Linked DNA regions of Mus musculus: region 2 is linked to region 1. A link is a contact called in public Micro-C data. All regions are on one chromosome and are shown on one strand. The core of a region is the stretch at or near the end of the contact, and the rest is flanking DNA. Distances in the headings are between cores, read along the strand shown. Region 1 holds the start of Il17d (interleukin 17D). Region 2 holds the start of Zmym2 (zinc finger, MYM-type 2).

Region 1 (7,466 bases), core at 4,387-6,886:
TCATCTTTGACCTTATCAAAGTCATTTCAATGAGCTATTGGGGGAAGGTCCCAAGCTGGAATACACTGAGCAACAGGAGTAAGACTTTTACAACCAGAGAGCAAAGACACACATACTTTGCTGTCAGAGCAGACAAGGGACAAGCCCAGAGCGTTAACCCCTGGGGTCATAAGGTTCCTAAGATGCTTCATGGAAGACTGAGGGTGTACAAGCTTGAGTGCAAGTGGGCCAGTGTTCATGTGGTGGTGTCGGTGGTGATGGAGGTGGTGATGGCTCGCCTATGTCTCTGGAAGAAAAGGAGAGATTTGATGAGAACAGATCTAAGTTAGTGACCTTGGAGAAGGGGGGAAAGGTGGGAAATGTAATAGGATATTTGTATCGAACCCTGTTAGTATTATCATCTGAATGTGACATGTCCCCACTGGCCTGTGTGTTTGAATGTCCAGTCCCCAGCTGGTGATGTTTTGGGGTGGTCCTATCTCCTTGTCTACTGAGCTGTGAGTTGTCGCGCCCGCTCTCGACCAGCAAGAACGACGCGACCACCAATCCTTCTAACAGCAGTTTATTCAGTCCTGATTCTTCTTATTTATATCTCCCCCGAACCCTGGGCCTCTCACTCCTTTTATACTCTCTCTCATCCACGCACTGCAGGCCACGCCCCCTCGCCAGTCACGAGGCTTCAGCTAATCAGGGCAGCAGGGGCAAATCTCCACCAAATTGGATTCACCTGTATCCTGGTACACCTGCGCAGCACTCAAGATGTTTGTGTCTTATATGAGGAAGTCAGGTGCAAGTCATATGACTTAGCTGCAGTCCCTGGCGCCTTTGGGACTGCCGCCACACCCGCTCCCCACAGTGAGTGAGCTGCTTCTGCCTCTACACTCCTGCATTCCAGTGCTTCCTGCCACCATGCCTTTCTTGCCATTGATTGTATTCTCTTAATCTGAGCCAAAATAAATGTCTCCTTAAAGCTGCTGTTTTCAGGAATTTGGTCAGTGATGAGAAAAACACATAATATAATTAGCTTTTCACTACTGTGACAGAATGCCTGAGCTAACCAATCTAGAGTGGGGGAAGTTTATCTCAGCTTAGTGCTTCTCTGGCTTTAGTCTCTGGTTACTTGGTCCTTGTTATGGTTTGTATATGCTCAGCCCAGGGAGTGGCACTATTAGAAGGTATGGCCCTGTGTCAGTGTAGATGTGGACTTTAAGGCCCTCATCCTAGCTCCTGGAAGCCAGTCTTCCATTAGCAGCCTTCAGATGAAGATGCAGAACTCTCAGCTCTGCCTGCACCATGCCTGCCTGGATGCTGCCATGCTCCCCCGCCTTGATAATGGACTGAACTTCTGAACCAGCCCCACTTAAATGTCCTTATAAGAGTTACCTTGGTCATGGTGTCTGTTCACAACAGTAAAACCCTAAAACAGTCCTATTGCTTTGAGCCTGTACTGGTACTTGTGGTGGTTTGAATGGGAATGGTCCCATAGGCTCATACATTTGAATCACCAGAGAATGGCAGTTTGAAAGGATTAGGAGGTCTGTCTTTGCTGGAGGAAGTATGTCACTGGGGGTGGACTTTGAGGTTTCAAAAAGCCCATTCCAAGCCCAGAGTCTTTCCCTTTTTGTTTTTCTGTGGTTCTGGACGTAGAACTCCCAGCTCCTTCTCCAGCACCATGTCTGCCTGTGTGCCACCATACTTCCTGCCATGATGATAATGGACTAAACTTCTGAACGGTAAACCAGCCCCAATTAAATGCTGTGGTCATTGTATCTCTTCACACAATAGAACACTATGACAGAATATATGAACACAGAACACTATGACAGAACATGTGAGCATAGAGCACTAAGGCATAAAATAGGAACCTAGAACACTATGACAGACATATGAATATAGAACACTATGACAGAACACTATGACAGACATATGAATATAGAACACTATGACAAAACACAGAACATAATGACAGATAACAAATGAACACAGAACACTATGACAGGACACTATGACAGAACATAACAGAACACTATGGCAGAACAAATGAACCTAGAACATTATGACAAAACATGTGACAATAGAACACTATGACAGAACATGTGAACACAGAACACTATGACAGACATATGAACATAGAACACTATGACAGAACATGTGAATATAGAGCACTAAGGCCGAATATATGAACATAGAACACTATGACAGACATATATGAACATAGAACACTATGACAGAACACAGAACATTATGACAGAGAACATATGAACACAGAACACTATGGCAGGACACTATGACAGAACATAATACTATGGCAGAACAAATGAACCTAGAACACTATGACAGAACATATGAACCTAGAACACTATGACAGATATACGGACACAGAACATTATGACAGACATACAAACATAGAACATTATGACAGAAGATGTGAACATAGAGCACTAAGGCAGAACAAATGAACATAGAACACTATGACAGAGCATGTGAACACAGATCACTATGATAGAACATATGAACACAGCATTATGATGGACATATGAATATAGAACACTATGACAGAACATTATGTCAGAACATATGAACATAGAACACTATGACAGAACATGTGAACATAGAACACTATGACAGAACATATGAACACAAAACACTATGATAGAACATGTGAACACAGAATACTATGACGGACATATGACTATAGAACACTATGACAGAACACAGAACACTATGACAGACATACAAACACAGAACACTATGACAGAACATGTGAACATAGAACTCTTTGACAGAACATGTGAACACAGAACACTATGACAGACATATGAACATAGAACACTATGACAGAACATGTGAGCATAGAGCACTAAGGCAGAAAATAGGAACCTAGAACACTATGACAGACATATGAATATAGAACACTATGACAGAACATAGGAGCCTAGAATACTATGACAGATATATGAATATAGAACACTATCACAATACTGGAAGTGCATCATGGTGGAACAGCCCCATTAATCTCAGGGTTTACCCCTTCAAGGACAGAGCCCCAGGGACTACCTTGTATACATAGACCTTGGAGGACATTTCTCCAAACCAGAAAAAAAATTGCTAATCTGAGCCAGATGCTAGTCCCAGCTTTTCTGCATTGATTCCGAGAGACTGAACCCTGGTCCTCATGTTTGTATAGTAAGCACTTTAGTGGCTGAGCCATCTCCCCAAACCATGTGTGATTTTTTTTTTTTAAAGAGCTTAGTGCAGACAAGTACTGCAGAATAATGGAGCACCAAAGGACTGTAAGAATATGATAATAAAGATGAGCAATGAAACTGGACTCGAGAAGATATGAGGAGGGAAAGTTTCGATGTGAGTGGAAAACGGCATGATCTGAAGATAGAGGTGCAGGACAGGACATGGGTGATCACTGGAATCAGATCCAAGGATGCGGTCAGCTGTTTCTGATGAGGAGACCTTGGATATGGCCACACAATTTAATGTCAAAGATCAGACTGGGTTGGTGGAGGACGAAACTGCAAGTGGGCACTCAGAACCAGTACGGGTTGATGGTGCAGGATTAAGAAGCAGAACCCAAACCCTGTCTCGAAAAAACAAAACAAAACAAAAATAAGCAGAACACATAATGAAAGGTCCAAGTGCTAAAAATCTCCATGAATGGGAGGAGCTGGGTGCATGGCAGCTGTGCGGATTGCTATGTGAGGAGCCTCTGAGGAGAGAAAATGTCTGCACGTGCACCTTACTCAGAAATCCAAGGTCAGGATGGAACGAGCCAATCCCACACTGGCTTTGGAAGCTTTGGAGATGCCCAGCGGTTAACATTGGCCATCATTCTCACTGAGGACCAGGGTTCAATTCTCAGCACTCTAATAGGCCACTTACAACCCACCTGTGATACCAATTCCAAGAGATATGATGCTCTCTTCTAGCCTCATGGGCACCTGAAAGATTGCTTTTGCAGCTTTGCTAGACTTGGAACAGCCAAGTGAAGCCACTTGGAACTAGTGTCAGATGGCTGTGAGCCACCATTTTGGTACTAGCAACCAAACACAGGTCCTCTGCAAGACAGCCAGTGCTCGTAACTGGATTAATCTTTAAAATATCTTTAGAATTGTGTAAAAAGTCACGTGTGTGATAGCACACACACTACAATGCACATGCAGGTCAAGATGGATGGATGTGCAGGTCAGAGGACAGCTTTGTGGAGTGGGTTCTCTCCTCCCACCTTTATTTGGGACCCAGGCATAGAACCTGGGCCACCCCTAGAACACAACAACCCATTTACCCACCGAGACATCTCCCCAGCCTCAAGTCTGGAATAATTATTAACATGTTTGTATCTTCATAAAATGCTCAGATCTGGGAACTTTTTATTTAATCTGCACCTATTTATAGCCTTTGCTCCCCTGTTTAATCACAAATGAATCTTATGCTCTACTCAGTTTAAGTTTTCAGTAACTGGAGGCTTCCACAAACTGGTCAGACACTGGAAGGTACTTTGTTGATTAGCACAGTGAGTAGTTCCGTGGAACTCTGGTAATGACAAGCTCGCCTCGAAAATACTCCTACGCTGTACCTTTCAAATGGAAAATTAGTAGTACTTGAGTGCTGATGTCTTTATTCCCGTTTTTTTACTAGGAAGGAGACAACGTTAACAATTTATGTGCGAGTCAAAGTGTTTCATAAACCCAAATGTGTTTACTAGGAATTGTAAAATGTTTTAAGCTGTAAGGTTTGAAGGGACTTTTAAAGGTAGAGCCGCTACAAAGTATTTCAGTTTTAAAACATTGAAGGCAAGTGTTTTTCTGCATAGCAGAACTGAAACGCAGTTAACCACTGGTTTACAACTTGGTTAAAACCCAAAGCTGCAAGCCGTTTTAGGGAGTCAAAAAAATATTTTGCACACTTTCAAAAAGCGTTCAGCTAGTCTCAGCCATTTCTCTTTATTCTCAAAGCGTAAATGCTCAAAAGTAATCATATTCACTAGCTGGATGCCTGGTAAGCAAGGCATTTAAATAATGAACAAGTAAGTGAGCAAGCTCTCTTCAGATTCAATAGAGTCCTTCATTTGAGCTGATTCCCCTTAATTTATTCACAGAACTTTAGGCTCATTTTACATGTCTGCTCACACAATTAATTACCATGATTGAGTTCTCCAACACTGTAAAACTAGACCAAGAGATGCCCATTTACAGCATGTGTCAGGTGGGGGAGGGTATTTATTACTCGGCCCTTAGCTGAATAAGAGGCATGGAGTCATTTTATGAGTATTTAAGGGAAAACAGCCTCCTTCTAGCCTAACAGAACATAACTGTTTTTTAATCTCTTGTATAATTCTTCGAACTATGAAATCCCAGAAGAGGAAGTGGTCGCAAGAAGGAGAGTCCTTCTAGGTTGGAGTTCATTCATTTCCAAGTGGCCTGTCCAGCTCCTGGACCGCTTCAATGTCTAGAGAAATCCGTTTCCTCTGAGCCAAAGTCGGCCTCTCGACTGCATCCCCGAGGCCCCACTGGTCCGTGCCGAGGCGTCGAGGCCAGTCACCACCTCCTCCTCCTCCAGCCAGGCGGACCGCCAGTCCACTTCTGTAGGGGCGACACCCAGCCCGCAGGCCACACGCCCCGCGTGTGCGGCGCCCTTATTTACTTCGCAGAAGAGCCTTCAGCCCCCCTCCTAACAAGTCTGGAAAGCATCACGGCGACGCGATGTTGGGGACACTGGTGAGCGCCCTCGGGGGTACCGGCGAGGCATGGCCGAGGCCGGGCTGGGGCAGAGGGACGGGGGGAGGACGGCGGGACGGCCCGGAGAGGCGTCTCACAGGCACTCGCAGCCCGCCGCGCAGCAGCCCGGCAGGCACACGCACACGTGCACGCGCGCCCCGCACCCGCCCCCCGCGCGGGCTCCGGCTCTGGGCGGCGGCGGCGGCGGGGGCCGGGGGCGCGCGGGCCGGCGGCGGGCCGGGCCCCGGGGACCGCGCGGGCGGCGGGCGGGCGGGGACGGCGCTCGGGGGCCGGCCCGCGCGGCGCCCATGCTCGGGGAGGGCCTCACGGTGTGCGGAGCGCCGGGCGGGTCCCGCGACGCTGAGCTCGGCCTGTCCCGCAGGTCTGGATGCTCGCGGTCGGCTTCCTGCTGGCACTGGCGCCGGGCCGCGCGGCGGGCGCGCTGAGGACCGGGAGGCGCCCGGCGCGGCCGCGGGACTGCGCGGACCGGCCGGAGGAGCTCCTGGAGCAGCTGTACGGGCGGCTGGCGGCCGGCGTGCTCAGCGCCTTCCACCACACGCTGCAGCTCGGGCCGCGCGAGCAGGCGCGCAATGCCAGCTGCCCGGCCGGGGGCAGGGCCGCCGACCGCCGCTTCCGGCCACCCACCAACCTGCGCAGCGTGTCGCCCTGGGCGTACAGGTGAGCGGGCCCGAGGGGAGGGGCGGGGCCTGCAGAACAGGTGGGTGGGGCAGGGTGGAGTCCGTTGGAGGGCGGGGCCGAGGGGCGGGGCGGAGCACGTGGTGGGCGGGGTCGGGTGGGGCCTGGGCGGGGCCCGGCTGCCACTGGAGCGGTATAGGTGGACGGTGCTTGAAGGAAGGGGTCGTGAGGGGGATCGGGTGGGATCGGCTGGAGCGGGAGGGGAGTGGCAAGACGGTCGGGTGGTGCTATGGAGATGGTGTAGTGCCCGAGGGGCGGGGTCTGAGGAGCGGACGGAGGTGATGGGTGGGGCCGGGTGGAACTACTGGGATGAACCACGGGGGGCAGGCCAGGTAAGGCGGGTGTCTACTGGTCCTAGAGCTCAGGGAGGGGCTAGGAGAGGCAGATGGTATAACTAAATTGGGAGCGATTGGTTTCTACAAAGGTCTGTCACGATCTTTGAAGAAATGCTGCTTCTGTATTTGTTATGCAATAAATACCAATTCTCTGCCAGATACACCATGAAGAACCAGGCCACATGACCCTTTTTTACAGGAGGCCTGTAGGAGTGTAATCTAGAAGTGCTGGGGCGCCGAGAGCTAAGAGGCACGCCCTCTGAGAGAGTGTCTGGGGAAACTAATATGGGGATAGAACCTCAGATGAGAAGCAAAGTTTCCAGCGTGAGGTAGCCTGAAGTTGAGGGAGGAAGAGAACACCCCTTTGAAGGAGAAAGTGACATTCAGGCCTTGTGGAGAATGGGCAAGATTTTGAGGATGGCCCAATCCAGGTGTTGTGTCAAAAGAAGAGCATGTCCAAGGGAAGCATGGGGATGTGGAGCGTGGCCACAGTGGCCTGGGCAGATGCCCGTGACAGGATGCATAAGTAGCTCGGATGAGGGAGCCCTCACTCCACCCTGTAGATGAGAAAGATAGGCAGGCACCTTGGACGAGAGCCTTTCCAGGATGGGGGTGGACTCTAGGTAAGGGCTGTGTGGGCAGAGGAGAGGAATAATGTCGAGTCTACAGAGAGCTACCAGAGGGGCTTTGTGGTTGTCTGTCTTGT
Region 2 (7,640 bases), core at 3,370-5,869, 640 kb before region 1:
AATTGTAATTACTTATGTAAGAACTAAGATTTGGCCTATTACCGTTTATCATATTGGTGGTAAGGGGTTCATAATCTCCTCCCCTTGTGGATGTATAGGCAGTTAACAGTTGGATGGGGGAAGGGCTATATATAGGCAGTTAACAGCTGGTGGGGGAGGGGGTTCCAAGGCCCTGTGGCTTCCTAAGAGTAAGTAGGTAGTTAATACTTGCTGGGGTTGAGGGGATTCTAGAGGTGCTCCATCCAGGGTGATAGAAAATATTGTAACATTTTTTGGGAAGACTTTTCTTCAATGTAAATTGCCTATGTTCTTGTAAGTAGTCATAATTAAATGCATCCTTTACAAAGCTCTACTTATGTGGAGTCATTTTGGTTTGACTTGGTACCCTACTTGGGGTGATTGGGTATTTTTTCTTCTCCTAGGAGAAGTCCATATCACATGTGGTTCAAAATTCTTATAATTGGCCGTATGTGTGTGTGTGTGTGGGTTTGTTTGTTTGTTTTTCGAGACAGGGTTTCTCTGTATACCCCTGGCTGTCCTGGAACTCACTTTGTAGACCAGCTTGGTCTTGAATTCAGAAATCTGCCTGCCTCTGCCTCCCAAGTGCTGGGATTAAAGGCATGTGCCACCACTGCCCGGCTAGTACAAGCCTTTAAGCTCTGCACTCAGCAGGTTTAGATAGGAGAATCTCTGTAAGTTTCAGGCAACTTCGTCTATATATTAAGTTTTAGGCTAGTCAGGCTACATAGTGAAAGATTTTCTTAAAACAAAATGAAACAAAACTCTAATAAATTGTTATGTTTTATGGATAAAAGAAAATGATGAAAGCTGGGCGGTGGTGGCGCACCCCTTTAATCCCAGCACTCGGGAGGCCGAGGCAGGCATGTTTCTGAGTTCAAGGCCAGCCTGGTCTACAGAGTGAGTTCCAGGACAACCAGGGCTACACAGAGAAACCCTGTCTCAAAAAACAAAACAAAACAAAACAAAACAAACAAACAAAAAAAAGAGTTCAGAGTTGGGGGCTGGAGAGATGGCTCAGGGTTAAGGGCACTGACTGCTCTTCCAGAGGTTCTGAGTTCAATTACCAGCAACCACATGGTGGCTCACAAACATCAGTAATGGGATCTGATGCCCTCCTCTCGTGTGTCTGAAGAGAGCAATGGTGTATTCCTATACAGAAAGTAAAAAAATAAATCTTAAAAGAGTTCAAAGCTATCTGTGATGGTTTGTATATGTTTGGCCCAGGGAGTTGCACAAATTTGGAGGTATGGCCTTGTTGGGGTAGGTGTGTCACTGTGAGTGTGGTCTTTAAAACTTAGTTGTAGCTGCCTAAAAGTCTTCTAGCAGCCTTCAGCTGAAGACGTAGAACTCTCAGCTCCTGCACCATGCCTGCCTGGACTTTTGTCTTGCTTCTGCCTTGATAATGGACTGAACCTCTAGACCTGTAAACCAGCCCCAATTAAATATTGTCCTTATAAGAGTTGCCTTGGTCATGGTATCTGTTCATAGCAGTAAAACCCTAACTAAGACACCATCCTCAGCTACAGTGTACATTCCAGGCCAGCCTGGAGTATATGATTCATTTGAGCAGTGCTTGGTGGCACATGCTTATCCCAGGTTTTGGGAGGTAGGGGTGGAAGGACCAAGAAGTCAAGGCCCCCTCTTAGCTACATATTTGAGTTCTAGGCCATCCTAGAGTGTAAGAATCTGTTTTAACTAATCAAATAAGCACTTGAACAATTTCCAGGAAAGGTGATGCACACTTGTGGAACCATGTGGGTTCCAGAGATTGAACTCAGGTCACCAGAGAATTACGAAGTATAAGATAGCAATAACATCAGGAAATTGTTAGCAGTATAAAGCTGTTCCTATGTAAAGAGCTTGTGGCAAACCAATCAATGCTTACCACCTAAAACCACTTCTAACAATAAATTCAGCGAGTTGATTTAAGATGGGACCCTAATATCTTCATTAGATCCGTCCATCAAGGTTCAGGGAAGTATTCAGTAGGAGGACAGACTTTAAGAGCCAGAGGTGGGAATGACTCCACAGGAACACCAGGACTGACCTTTTAGAGAGGCCGACACAGAACTCATAGGACCTGCTGGGGTTCAAATCTCAGCACTGTAAGGGGGAAGTGGACTTGGGGTTCCACTCCTAATCAAGAAGCTACCTGCAACTAGTATCTGTTGGCAAACAGAAACTCAAGTTTTTTCCAATGGCGTGTCATAGAGTTTATCAACCACACTTTAGGGTAGGCCAGGTGCCCAGGAGTATTGGCCAACACAAACCAACTCCATGCTTTGCTTTGTGGACTTTTTTTTTTTTTTCCGTTTTGGTATTATTTGATTTTTCAAGATAAGGTTTCTCTGTGTCCGGGAACTCACTCGTTCTGTAGAACAGGCTGGCCTTGAACTTAGAGATCTGTCTGTATCTGCTCCCAAGTGTTGAGATCAAAGGGGTGTGCCACCAATGCCTGGCACATTTTGGCTTCTTTTTTCCCCTTGGTCTTACGAATTTCCTATTTGACTTTTTTCATCTTTTGAAGGAACAAGAAGCCGGGGTAGGAAGGTGAGGAGGAGGAGGGTTCGAGAAACTGGGGGAGGGGAAAACGTGATGAGAATATAGTGTATGGAAAAAAAAGTTAAAAGAGACTATGGCCCTAGATGTCATATTCTCATATAATACTTCCGTGTTGTCAGCGAATTTTATTAAGATGTTCCTGTTGTGATAGTGACATCAAACATGTCAAAGTCAAATGGTATTGTGAAATATGAAATTTAAGAATGTTTTAGTGTATTGAAAAAAATAATTTTTTTACAAAAGTTTTCTGAAAAATACTTTTTGAAAAGCTGATTCATATGTATTGTAGTTTTTTTTTTTTAAAGATTTATTTATTTATTATATGTAAGTACACTGTAGCTGTCTTCAGACACTCCAGAAGAGGGCATCAGATCTTGTTACAGATGGTTGTGAGCCACCATGTGGTTGCTGGGATTTGAACTCCGGACCTTCGGAAGAGCAGTCAGGTGCTCTTACCCACTGAGCCATCTCACCAGCCCTATTGTAGTTTTTTTGTCTTCAAATGGTAAAGAAGAGCAATGTATGTATGGAATTTAAATGAGGGTGAAAGCACTTTTTTTTAAAATTGAAAATGATTGTTTCTACCAGGTTGTCCTTTGTAAATGGTATCCACTGCAGTCTACATATTAGCCTGAGACCTTAATCAATAATTCACTTCATTAAAAATTTCATGTTCATTATCATCTTGGAGAGCTTTACAATGTAACGCCATATGACTCATTAATAGGCGGTATTGTCAATTCGGAAATTCAGAGATCTAATTGAATCCATCCATTTGGTTGAGGAAGTAACCAACATCAGTTGTAATCCCGCTAACAACCACCAGGGCGAGGTGCATTTCTTAGGTTACAGGGAGTCCTGGAAATCCAGCACCAAGTCTTCTGCCAAAGACGTGGGTGTAGACGAGGAACAAAAGACCCTCGTGCCGCCCTCCAGCGGCTCCGCTCCGAATGCGCCCGGTGGGACTCCTATGAGAGGGTCACTGCCCACGGAGCCAGGACTGAAGCGAAGGGCACGCGATGGCCCGAGGCCCCGCCAACGTGGAGGACAGGCGCTGGGCAGGCCGGAGAGCGCGTGCTCGGCCAGGCACCGACGGCCGAGGCCAGACAGCCCAGGTCCCAGGGGCGCGAGCCCGCTAAGGGAGCCCGGGGCTCCATCTTGCCCGGCGGCAGTCTGGGGTCACCACTGTCGTGTGGCCCCGCCGCAATCTCGGCGCGCAAACTCTTGGCGGCCGAGGACAAGGCCTATGGTAGAGCGCGATCGGACTCGTTCCGGGCCAAGTTTCTCGTCCCCACGGGTTCGGTTCTGATGGGCCCCAAGTTCTCCCAACAGATCCCACAAAATGGAGGCCGACGTCTCCTCCCGCCGCAGCCATGGCGGAGGTGGGACACCCTTCCCACGGGCCAGGCAAGGTGGAAGCGCCTGCACGGCCGCCAGCGCACCAGTCCCCTTGCGGCCGCAGCCGGGCTCGCCCCCTCGGTCCGCCGCAGGCACTGCCGGGCTCGCCAGTCGCCCGGGTCTTGGGGGCCTGGACAGGGAGGACACCGGGACATCGAGGCCGCGTTTCTCCTCGAGCAGAGTCGCAAAGGGCCGCGGCGACCGTCTGGAGGCCGAGACCCAGTGTCCCGATCCCGGGCCCACGGGAAGCCTCGACGAAGACCGCCCGCCCCCAGGGCCGAAGCGCGAGCCGAACTGCGGGCAGCGCCACTCGGGCTCCTGACCCGGGCGGACCCCGCGAGTGGGGGCGGGGCGGGGGCACGGAGGGAGGGAGGGAGGGAAAGAGGGAGGGAGGGAGGGCCGGCCCAGCCCGCGGGGGGGGGGGGGCCGGTAGGCCCGAGGGCGTGGCCCAGGTCTGACGGACAGCCGCCGTGACTACCTCACCGAGGAGGGTCCTGAAAGAAGGCCGACTGGGCCAATGGAGCCTGCCCGAGGCATTCCGTGCCGCCCACGCCATCAGCCAATGAGCGTGCGGAGGGCGGGGCCTCTCCGGGCCCCGCCGTGCCACCGCCTCCTCTGCCTCCTCCTCACCAGCGCTAAAGCCGGGACTGGACCGAGCGGAGTTGTGCGTGTCGCCGAAGGGGGGTGGGCCGGGGGAGGGGAGGTTCGTTCCGCGGAGCTGCAGCCAGAACCCGGTGAGGCTTCTCCCCGCCGTCTTTCCTGTCGAGGGCCGCGGAGAGTGGGGGTGGCTGGGAGCAGCGCAGCCTCGGGAGGAGGAGGCGGAGGCGGGGGCGACTGGGGAGGCGGAGATGGGTGAGGGCAGCGTCGGGAGCCTCCCACCGAGCCGGGCTTAACAGCCCGCGGCGGCCGGTGTCGCGGCTGCTGCGTCGGGGCCTGAGGGTGCGCTGGGGGCCGCGCTGATGTCCAGGGCGGCTTCGCGTGCGGCCCGAGGGGTGAGGGAGCGCGGGCGCGGCAGGGCTGGCTGGGTGAGGCGGTCGCCGGGGGCGGGGGGCGCGGGGGCCTCGAGGTGCGGGCGGCAGCGGCCGGAGGTCGTGGGGTGTTTTCCTTTCTGTGCTGCGGGCGGCCGGGCGGGCCGGGGAGGGGCCCTTTGGCCCTCCCGCCTGGGGGCTGCACTCCCACCCTGTCTGTCCAACCGAGACCCCAAGTTTTCGATGGCAAGGGGTGCCTTTTGAGTCTTGCGGCGTCCTCTTCGTCGCTGGTCTCCTCCCCGGCGCTGTGCTGCGCGGCTCTTGCTCCTCACGTATTGTTTGGCTGGGTCTCTAATGGCGGACGGGGAGGCAGCGCTGCCGGTCTCGGACTGCAGGGGGGGCAAACCTCGGGCCCAGGGCAACTGCTTGGGGCAAATATGGGCAATATCAGCCCATCGTTGACATAAACTGGTTTTTACCTGTAAATTGGTGCTGAGTTTGACTGGAATAACCGTGGTGGTAATACTTGCGAGGGAGTGCAAGTCCCTTGCTGGCGTCGGGGCAATGTTTGCCCTTCCCCCTCCCTACCCCATAGCAGGCTTGGTGCCCTCAGGTCCCTTTCCCTGCAGATTGAGGCTTACACATGGGCTTTGGCTCCAAATAAAATATTTCACTCCACTTGGGTAGTAAGTAGTAGGCTGTTTTGCGTGGGCTTTGGGGTAATAATAGAAGGGCCAAACCTCCTTGACCCCTTAGTCCCTTCTCTGCCTCCTCCTGGTGAAATCGGCTTGGTGCTCCTACCAGATTGGGTGTTCATCCATTTCTCTCCCCCCCCCCTTTTTTTTTTTCTCTTTTATCCCAGGACCAGAAATTTCGTTCAACCCTATCTGGTGCATCTTTGGCAGAAAGTGAGGAAAACACCATTGTGAGTCCTTTTCTTCTAATTTGCTTATTAACAGAGGACGTGGTTGGATTATAGGGGTTCAGCTATAGGATTTGGCCCTCCTGGTTGTTCTTAAGGGGAGGAGCCTTCTCTTGGGTGGCAGCTGCTGTCGGGGAGAAACTCCAGTGATGCCTGGTGAGGCAGCTGGGAGTGGGCGCTGCTGTTTGCACCGCTGCAGACATCGCTTCTGCTGCTGCAATACCAACCTCAGCAACCAGACGACGGGCTTCTGCAGCTGCTCACGTTACCGGTGGGGAGGAGGGGTGTTGGGAAGGAGGGCATATTTCTGGTGCCCTCTAGAGTTACAGAGTGGGAATTAATGTTATTTGGTTTGAAGTGCATGCAACCATTTTTGACATTTTTCTTGTCATCATGGTTAATGGACCTCTGGTAATGGACAACTATGGAGAGCTGCTTAACTTTTTATGCCTGGTCTGAGTGACAGAATTTGACCATGAAGGTGGACGTGTTTCTAGATCTTTCATGTTCTTTGCATCTGTTGTTTTCATCTTACCAAGTAGATGCTGCTTAGACCTGTGCAGTCCTCTACTTAGTCTTTCATCTCTGGTGTTGACCAGTTCTCTATTATGTCACGCTTTTTATGGATTTCTAAAAATTTTTATAGTGTGTGAGTGCATGGTGTGTTTGTGTTGGTGCACATGCCAGAGCACCAGTGTGTAGGTCAGGACAACTTTTGGAGTTGGTTCTACCCTTCACTGTCTAATTGGTTCAGTGAATCCAAGCCAGGTTGTTAGGCTCATGTAGCAGGCCCCTCTATCCATTCAGCCATCTTGCAGGCCCTATCACTTATTTTGAGATGGCATCTAATGTATCCCAGGTTGACCTTGAACTTTTGTTGCGTAGCCTAGAATGACTTTGAACTTGTGATCCCTCAGTCTCAACTTCCCAAGTGCTATGACTTGTGTCCTCTTGTTATATTTATGTGGTGCTGGGAATCAAACCCAGCTTCCTGCACGCTAGCAAGCACCTCACCAACTATGCTACAGTTCTAGCCCCAAATATTACTCTTGAGCCCAGTACAGCTCCTGTTGTTACTTGTATACTTTTAAAGGTGTGTTATAAGTATAGATGCTTATGGTTACTTTGGATTTATTTATTTTGGTTTTTTGGGACAGGGTTTCTCTGTGTAGCCCTGGCTGTCTTGGAACTCACTCTGTAGACCAGGCTGGCCTCAAACTCAGAAATCTGCCTGCCTCTGCCTCTGGAGTGCTGGGATTAAAGGCGTGCGCCACCACGCCCGGCTTGGATTTATTTTTAATGTGTATGATTGTTTTACCTGTTTGAATGTATGTGTGACATACATGTACTTTGTGGCCAAGGATGTCAGAAAAAGGTATTGGCTGTTGTGAGCCACTATGTGGGTACTGGAAACTGTACTTTATAACTGCTGAGCCATCTCTCCAACCCATTGTTAAACGTTTTAAACTTGTATTAAGTAATTTAATCCACAGGAGAACTTGGTAGTATAGCTAATAATATTTTCCCCTTCTGAACACTGTCTTTACTCTGAATTTGCAGAGGAGGGAGTAGGCGTAGAAGGATCCTGGGAAGGACCCAGTGAAGCAGGTTCTGAACACAAAGCAGTGTGGCGACAGAGCCCACCATCAGCAGCTGGACTGGACTGGATTCTCATGTCGGAGATCTCAAACTTAAACTGAGTCAGAATAACCTTTTCTTGCTTGGAAGTGGAAACATAAAAAGTGCTTGAATCCTGTTCAGTTCTTTTA

Evidence for each region. A called contact is a pair of places that touch in the nucleus more often than the background predicts.
Region 2: a Micro-C map of embryonic stem cells shows a contact between it and region 1, with 4 times the contacts expected there. The contact joins the promoter of Zmym2 here to the promoter of Il17d in region 1. A contact is called at or near these places in 3 of 484 Hi-C or Micro-C datasets (all in embryonic stem cells) and 1 of 115 datasets of contacts at active chromatin or transcription factors (extraembryonic endoderm stem cells).

What each region holds. Positions count from the first base shown.
Region 1 is chr14:57,519,193-57,526,658 of GRCm38.p6, forward strand. It overlaps Il17d (interleukin 17D), which reads left to right and starts at 5,637. Exons shown (of 3, transcript NM_145837.3): 1 at 5,637-5,729; 2 at 6,112-6,407. The coding sequence starts at 5,715.
Region 2 is chr14:56,881,984-56,889,623 of GRCm38.p6, forward strand. Zmym2 (zinc finger, MYM-type 2) reads left to right here and starts at 4,620. Exons shown (of 25, transcript NM_029498.4): 1 at 4,620-4,715; 2 at 5,812-5,874.